Linked DNA regions of Mus musculus: region 2 is linked to region 1. The links are chromatin contacts, called in public Hi-C maps. All regions are on one chromosome and are shown on one strand. Each heading gives the region's core, a stretch centred on a gene start, on an enhancer-like site or on the middle of the called end of the contact. The rest is flanking DNA. Distances are from core to core; before and after follow the strand shown. Region 1 holds the start of Tlx3 (T cell leukemia, homeobox 3). Region 2 overlaps Ranbp17 (RAN binding protein 17).

The links. A called contact is a pair of places that touch in the nucleus more often than the background predicts.
Region 2: a Hi-C map of cerebellum shows a contact between it and region 1, with 1.8 times the contacts expected there. The contact joins the enhancer-like site here to the promoter of Tlx3 in region 1. A contact is called at or near these places in 2 of 484 Hi-C or Micro-C datasets (cerebellar granule neurons and cerebellum), 3 of 115 datasets of contacts at active chromatin or transcription factors (embryonic hindbrain, embryonic stem cells and neural tube) and 3 of 9 other capture datasets (adipose tissue, embryonic stem cells and liver).

What each region holds. Positions count from the first base shown.
Region 1 is chr11:33,201,086-33,205,370 of GRCm38.p6, forward strand. It overlaps Tlx3 (T cell leukemia, homeobox 3), which reads right to left and starts at 2,503. Exons shown (of 3, transcript NM_019916.2): 1 at 1,954-2,503; 2 at 1,344-1,587; 3 at 1-404. The coding sequence starts at 2,374. The coding sequence ends at 194.
Region 2 is chr11:33,335,218-33,339,445 of GRCm38.p6, forward strand. The region is part of intron 14 of Ranbp17 (RAN binding protein 17); the gene reads right to left. Among named protein-coding and RNA genes, the nearest start is that of Tlx3, 130 kb to the left of the region's middle. Within about 2 kb of position 1,419, at least 14 of the 459 cell types and tissues checked have an H3K27ac peak or open chromatin away from gene starts, as enhancers often do. A contact at or near this core is called in cerebellar granule neurons, cerebellum and neural tube, where this site is marked.

The DNA of each region.
Region 1 (4,285 bases), core at 1,253-3,752:
TTGGATTGTGCAGCCGCGAGGACCTGGGCCCAGCCCCTCTCCGCGGCCGGCGCTGTGCGGCGCGCCCCAAGACCCACGCGAGTCGGGCCGCCCTACCCTTCTCGGCCCAGCTTCCCTTCCCAGCCCGGCTGGGGGACCCGGACGCCCCGCCTGGTGGGGGCAGCGATCCGTAGCTACGTTGCACGCCGGTGGCTCACACCAGAGAGGTGACAGCGGGGACCTTGGAACTGTCCTCCTCCCAGGGCTGCAGATTCTGCAGAGCAAAGAGCGACGAGTTGTGCAGACAGAGCGGGTCGGGCTGGATGGAATCGTTGAGGCTCTTCTGGAAGGCGTCGTGTTGCAGCTGTAGCATGAGCCGGCTCGCCTGCTGCCGCTCCGCCTCCCGCTCCTCCGCCGTCTGCCGCCTGCACCCGGGGAGGGAGAGGGACAGCACCGTCACGCACTGGGGTTTGCTAGGCCACCAGCGGGCCCCAGCCCTCCCGGGAACAGAGCCTCCCGGCCCCTCGAGGCGAAGCCGCCTGCGGCCCGCACACACTTGCCCCGAGGTCCGCGGGGCAGGAGGACGGGTGGAACCATTGGGTTTTGTTTGTGCACCCCGGGGGCGCTGGGAAGGCACTCTGCCCGCCCGTCCACCTGCACACCCGGATTTTGTGGCCTTGTCAACAATAAATCTTGTTTTGTGTGTGTGTGTGTGTGTGTGTGTGTGTGTGTTTTGTTACCCCCTGCGGGATAAGAGCGGCAGGGCAGTGTATAACTGACTTGGTCCTGCGGCCAATGGGGTCACTTGTGCCCACGGGTGGACTGGCGGGCTGTGCACCACCAGCTGGGCGACACTTGACGGGGTGTCTACCAGGCACTATCTTGAAGCCCTCTCTAGAACATAGAGCTTCTTCGTCGTTTACGGGTTGGATGGAAGCAAAGATAGTATTAAAAAGAAAAAAAGGAAAAGAAAAAAGCAGAGTTGGAGAGAGGACCCTAAAACAGCCCTGGCCATCAATCCGAAATCCGAGTGGGTGGGCTAGAATGAGAGAGGGAGGAGAGTGTGGGAGGCCCGGGGTGTGTGTGGTGGGGGGCAGGTGGGAGGAACCCAAACGAGCAAAGGAGGCGAAACAAAACACTGGCGAGATGGGCCTGAAAATGGAGACGCCGAGGCGTGGGAGAGATGGCGAGAGGGATACAGGTCGGTGGGAAGAAAGGACAACAAATCTGTAAAAGAAGGGCGATGCATGGTCCAGGGGGCGCGGGTAGGAGCTAGCACAGGAGAGGGCGTGATGCTGGACTGCCGCGCAGGGCGGGGCAGGTGCAGGGCAGGTGCGTGGTGGGCCGGGCCGGGCCTCTCTCACCGCCACTTGGTCCTCCGATTTTGGAACCAGGTCTTGACCTGCGCGTCCGTCATTTTGAGGGACTTTGCGAGCGCCGCCCTCTCGGCCGAGGCCAGGTACTTTTGGCGATGGAAGCGCTTTTCCAGCTCACAGATCTGCACCCGGGAAAAGGACGTGCGCGGCTTCTTACGCTTGGGTGGCGTCCGGTTCTGGTAGGGGTGGCCAATGCGCCGGGTCACGGTGAAGGGCGTGAGCGCGGCCGCCGCTGCAGAGACACATGAGGCCCCTTGAAGCCCAGCCCTACCACCGTTCGGGCCACACGTGGAGCCCCGTGGGACACAGTGCTCCGCTATTTCGCTCGTCCCGCGAGTCCCCTCCGCAGCTTCAAGCCAGGCAGGGACGCCCCCCCCCCTTTCCCTGGGACGTTGGTTTCTTTCCCCCCTCCCCCGACCCATAACTCTCCGATTTACCTTCAACCTCCCCCCACCCATAGCCGCCCCGAGCTCTGGGTGCCGAGGCCTCCGCCACGCCTGGGCCTCTGGAATCGATCCTGGGAGTGGGGTGCACAGGGCGCGGCGCCCCTGGCCCCGGGAGAGCCGAGGCCTGGCTCCTGGTGGTTCGCTCTGCTCACCTGTGAAGCGGTCCTTTACAAAGCGGCGACTGCTCTCCATCCAGGGGAAATTGAGGCCGCCTAGGCTGGAGACCGTGGGCACCGAGGGCATAGCGGGCAGCGCGCTAGGCAGAGGCGGCGGCACGGCCCCAGGGAGCGGCCTGTGCGCTGGCACCCGGATCACGCCGGCGGGGGCCAAGCTTAGGTTGACACTGTAAGATCCCGCGTCCTCGAAGGGCGCGCCGAGGCCCGCAAAGGAGGCGGGCAGAGACGGGTACGCGGCGCCCGGACGGCCCCCGGGGGGCCCTCCCAGGTAGCTGGCGCCGTCGGGGCCCCGCGGGGCGGGCGCGCTGTCCTGGTCCGGGCTGTTGAGGATTTGGTCGATGCCGAAGCTGATGGGCTCGTGCGGGTGTGGGGTCTGCGCGCTGGCGGGCGCCTCCATCCTGGGCGGGCGGAAGGGCTGGGCTGGGCTGGGCGGGGAGGCTGCTGGGTCCCCGTTACGGCGCGGCCATGGAGCGCCCGGCGCCTCCAGTCGCACTGAAACTTTGCCAAGAGTGCGCGGGCCCGACAGGCTCTGTGTCATCTTTCTTGAACCGAACCTGGAGTTTCCGCTGCTAATTCCTCTCCCGCCGCAGCCATTGGCTGCGATCAACAAGCCTCTCTTCTCTCATTGGCTCCCGGCTTTCAATAAAGGCCTAATTCATGGAAATAGGAGCTTAGGGACTGTTCCAAGGTGACATCATTTTAACAAACGAACAATAGGTCAAATTTATTAGCCGGGATAATGGGCGGCGGATATTAGCGCCCGAACCGCAGCTTCTCAAACCCGAAATCTAACGAAGCTGCAATTAGCAGACGCTCCCCGCTCCGGGCTCGGCCGTTTCCCGCCGCCGCACCCGCCCGTAGGCGCTGCTGGGGAAATGGCCTTTTGCCGCGGGGGTTTTCGTTGTCTTCTAAATATTTTCATCTGCGTAAACCCCAAACAAAATGAATCTTCAGCCACAGCAGAGATGCAACCCAAGAACGGTCCTACGAAATCTGCGGAAGCCTATCGGGCCGTTCGCCCTCCTTCGGAGCAACGAAAGCGTAGCATTGTGGGGTGCAAGCTCGGCGCTGTCCACCCGTGGAACAAGGGGAGCACCGGAGCGTTCTCCACGCCACCTAGGACACCGACCCGCGTGGGGAGAATTTGTCCTCGCCCGGGCTTCCAACGAGGCGTCGCGGGCACTTTGGAGATGCTTCCTGGTCCCAGCCAGGAGGACTGAGCGGTGACTAGCAGGTGCCCACGCGTACGGGCCCGGTTGGACTAGGGACCCGAGGTCAACTGGTGGGGAACTGGGATTCAGCCCCTTGAAATTCGTTGCGGGATAGTTAGGGCCATGGTCGCTGGTTTGGGACCCCTCCGAGGTGCAGCAGGTTTGGGGACCTCAGTCGTTAGTGGCACATAAGGGGGCGGTTCCCATCTAGAGCAGATGGAGAAATTTCCTTTGGAAATTTGAGCAGCGAGCTCCTACCGGCTGCAGTTCAGTCCAGACGCTGACCACCCTAGGATCTGCTGTCGCCTTCGGGACTGTCCACACTAGCCCGGTAACACCGTGGCCAGCACCACATGGGGAGTGGTCACCTTTCTCTCGGTCTGGGTGAGACCCAGAGTCATTTCTTAGCGGCCGATTGTAAAGTCGTTGGCTGTAAACTCTGAGCGCTACACTCGCGGCAAGGCCTCTTCCTCTGGTTTCCTGACTATGAAAGCCCCAAGCCATGTCTGTGATGTTGGTCAGAAGTTGTGTGTAGGTTTGGGCGGGCCACTTTATAGCTCAGTAAGTTTGAAATTCATTTGAGACTTTAGGTTTTTATTTGTAAAATGGGGCAAAGCGTGCACTGTGTATTCGAGCACTGTGAGAGAGATATTGAGAGTGCTAAGAGCATAGAGCCCTACACTTAGTAGGTACAGCACATCGCTCGGCTCCCTTCCCACCCCCACACCCAGCATATGTTTATGGTAGGTGGTAAGTGTTCATTTTGTTGGTAGTTTTTTATTTGCAGAGGTATCTTGGACAGGTGGATTTCTTCCCCAGTGGGGTCAGAGCACAGGCAGGAGGCAGCAGGGGCTTGATTCCCTAGTCAGTCTCCTTGCTCTCAACAATCAGGATGACTCAGGCTCTAGTGGGCAGTTAGGTCACCTGCCAGTTGTGTGACATTGGGCAGCTTGCTGGCTCTGGCAGAACCACTGTGCTGGGTTGGGACAGGGAGGCCTGGAAATGTTGAGGTTGACAAGTGCAGGATGCCCTGGCCCTGGCCAAGGACCCTTAGATAGGAGAGATACCATTGTGCTGGCTCTGGGCGTGAGGGTCGA
Region 2 (4,228 bases), core at 169-2,668, 130 kb after region 1:
TTGCAAGAAGCTAATTATGTCAATCCTTACATCTGAAGTAGATTATAGAACTGGGAAACCCAGAATGTTAGTTCCTAGAGGTTGATGGATATAATGATAGTCACAGAGATTCAATAACAGCTCTCTGTGAGATGTACTCAGAGGCACCACATGAAACAAATTAGAAACAATGAGAATCTCTCATTGTGTGCAAATACAAGAATAAAAGAAACCCAGTTCTGTAGGTTTTCATATGAGCTGTTATAATGAATTAAGATTTTTGGATAATGAATTTTCAGAAAATTACAGGGAGTTAATACATGTAGGCACTCTATAGATGCTTAAGATGTTATAACATCTCAAAGGCATTAGCATATTGTGCACAGTACTGTGGAAATCAACCACAGACTCCTGCCGTCAGGTGACATACCTTCTTTGAACCACCTAATTCTCATAAACTTACATCAAATAAAATGAAATTGGTAAGATAACCCACCCCCAATTGGATTTTAAAGCACTATCTTAATTTACTGTAGTGACTTTGACTTATCAGCTAAGGCTCGGACTTGTAACTTGAAAAACCTGTGCTCATGGTACCCACATGGAGACAGCGCCCCACACAGGACGGTTCCTGTTCCATAAAGTTGACTGGAGTATGGAGTCAGTACTCATGTGACAAAGCCACCAGTACTACTTAGGAAAGGATTTGGAACTTTGCCATGGAACTGTATATTATAAATAAGAAAGCAATGTCCATAATTTCTGTCTTGTAGTCAATTCAGTCCTCTCTATAAGAGGACTCTGTTAAAATGGAAGGAGTTGGTAGCAGACTGAGGTGGAGTAGAGTGACCTAATACAGCATTTCATTGACATTTGGAGCTGACTAAAACAGGAACATTATAATAAACGTATCATTATAGCAAGAAGTTAATGGTACAAACATCATTGCTGCATATTAAATATGTACCCATAGTGATATTGAATAAGCTCTATATTAATCTTAGCTAACCTTGCCATAGCATTTAACACAAAATTAATAAATATAGGATTGAAATTAGAACAAAGAAATCCTTTGGCAGAATTTAATTTAAAACCATAGTTTAAGTTGTAAACTACGTAGCAATGGCAGAGCAAGCTGCTGCCTGGGTCAGAAGACCTGAAAGTATCTGTCAGAGTAAAGCCAGTGAGGAAGTGTCATATGAATGTTAAATTTGTACTGCAACAAGACTATCTGAACTCACCATCTGTGGTGACCACCTTCCTAAGGGGACATGGATCTAGGAAATCGCTTAAGAAGCATTCCCAATCTGCTTGAATAACCTATTGTATAAGGAAACTTGGAGCAAGCACTCTGGCCTCACATTCCCTTTGCTTCACATCCTGTGGCAGAGCATGAGCTCAGCAGGCTGGGGTGCAGGGTTGCCTGCTGCTTGTGATAATCCCCTCTCCCAGTAGGGGCCTCCACTGATGCATGGCTAAGAACTCGCTTCCTCTTTTGCTTGCATCCCAGTGGGGTTTCCATTCCTGACATGGGCCCAAATCCAGACTGATAAACGAAGGTGGAAAAGTTAAGAGAGGTCCAGATGCTGCCAGCGATTTTCCCAGATACATTTCTAGCCAGTCATTTACTGGGCAGAGAAGTACATATCGGTCACGTGAAAATGAGCAAGACTGGTAAATTTGGAGAGTCTATCCTTTCCACCCCCACAACCAGAGCTAAAGTCTAACTACCACCTGTTCAACAGAATCTGGCTGTTTGCCTCTCCTTCCTTCAGGGAGCCACTGACTAAGGATCTTCACCAGCATGAACCTAATGCCTCCCGACAGGCTGTCCCTAGCCAAGAGGGACCCGGGTGGAGTGCACCAGTTATTGGTCACAGGATACACAGCTCATAGAGACTCCTGTGGTGCAGCCAGCTGAAAGCCAACCAGAGAAGATGAAGAGTACATTTGTCCTGACACAGCTTTGCTCTTGCTGGCTGCCAACTCACTCCATGTCTAAAGCCAAGCTTCTGTTACAACAGTCTTCTATGGATAAAGCCACGCTAAAATTCTAGGTATTGTTTTTCCAAACCCATTGAAAAAAATTACAAACAATGTTATGGCAAAAGAATAATGCTTGCTGGAATGTTTGAGACCATGGATTGAATGAGGCATTTTAGCCATTTACAGGTTTACTTATAATTTTGTATTATAACAAAATCTTTTATCACTAAGCCTATAGGGAAGTATGGTTAGATTTTAAAGGAAAAAAATGACTGTATAGAGTTTGTGAGAGGATGAAGGCAGAGGAGAGGAACTGGGAAGCAAAGCATTTTGTGTATTCCTCATGCTTCTAGAAGATGTCAGCCAGAAATGCATTTTGGCGCAGGTGTACCCTTTTACTGTCTAGTAAAACTTACCCTCTCAGGTATTAGGACTCAGAAATACGAGAATCAAGAATCCTAGGTGGCTTTCACAGTGGCTACATACAGTCTTTATAGTTGGTCCCACTAATGAGGTGAGTACTGACTCTAGGCTCTAGGACCTATACACTAGGAGGCTGGAGCATATAGAAAGGAGTCAGGTCAACGCAGTGCTCCCCACCTCAGTAAGCTGAAATGTCAGGAGACAGGCATACAGATGGCTGAGCCCATCACCGTGACCAACTCAACTCACCTTAACTATTTTCCAAGCCTTCTCTGGAACTCTGGAAACATCATTCTTCGGGCGTACAACCTAAAAAGTACAGAGTTTATGGACCTGCCACCTGATGTCAGATACAAGAGAAGAGCAGTAAGCCTTCCCAATTTCAGGTACAAGGAAAAAAATGGCTCAGAAGTCTATTGCTGTCACTTAAAATATTTTTGATTTTCATTCTGTAGCCTAGTGGAATGGTGAAGTAATTTCTAAACTCTGAATATGATGATATGAATTACCATGGGTTTTTTTTTGCAGTAGGATAACTCAAAAGTAACCAAAAAAAAATCAAAATTATTCAGGGCTAGCTCTAAAAAAGGAACAAACAAAGGTGGCAGACCTACTTAAGGGATCATTAAATACGGACTGCTGTCTTCCAGGATGTCCCTGAACTGAGGGATAGGACACGTGCAGCTAATGGTGTTGGTAGCCACATCACCTCCCAATGGCCAGAACCACATTTAAAACCAACAAACTCAATTGTTAAAGCATTCAAAAAGAAAGGTAAATTATAGAATCATAGTGAATCTTCTGCACTTGATCCAATTCGTGTATACACCCAATCCTCTAAAAAAGTGTATCTCCTTATAGTTGTAGTGGGTCTACGACAATTACTCAGAAGCAATCTCTGCTTTTTAGCATCTTTATTTTATTTCCATGATTCTCTTATTTTTATTTACATATTCTCTCTCTAAAACCATGTCCCACTGCCTATATTTAAAAACAGCGTCTGTAACTCCCTTCCTCCTATTAAGAGACACTTAATTCTTTGTCCTTTATGTGTGGGAGGAAATCTGTGACATGGTAAGGAATGAAATAATAATCCAGAAATGACAATCTTCAGTGACATTCACATTTTTCCATTGGGTGAAGTATGCTTTTTGTTTTTAGATGGAGGTTCAAGTGGACAAAGTGGGTCTTGAACTTGCTATGTAGTGGATATAAACTGATTCTTGGATTATAGACATGTATCACCATGGCTGGTTTTATGTGGTGCCAGGGGCTCACGTTCAGGGCTTTCTCATGCTGGCAAGTGTTATATAAACTGCTCTACATTCCCAGTCTTTCTCCATAGTTAAGAAGGTCCTTCGTTTAATTTTCAATTAGTCTCCTATTGTAGCCTAATTAATGAAAACTACCTCCAACTCAGAGCGGGCAATATTTGCAACAACAATCTAAATCTGTTTCTATCTTAAGTCTTCTTTTTGCAAATTATCCATAAACATGCAAAGCCCAACTGGTGGACCATGACAGTACACAATGCTCAGGAAACATTTTCTTCTGTCAGTAAGAAAACAAAAATGACCAAAATTTACTGAGCATATTTTAAGGTAATTTCACCCAGGAGGAAGCCCACACACAATGCACAGTGTTGCACACAGGAGGCTTTGACTGGGGATCCACCACTTACCAGCCTTGTGGTGCAGAGAGTCACTCAGAATTATTTTATTTAATGAATTAATTCTACAACTTTAAATTACTTTTTTTTACAGTCTTATCTATATAAGAATACAAAATATAATGTAATAAATAACAGCATGTGAGGCTGGAAAGATGGCTCAGAGTTAAT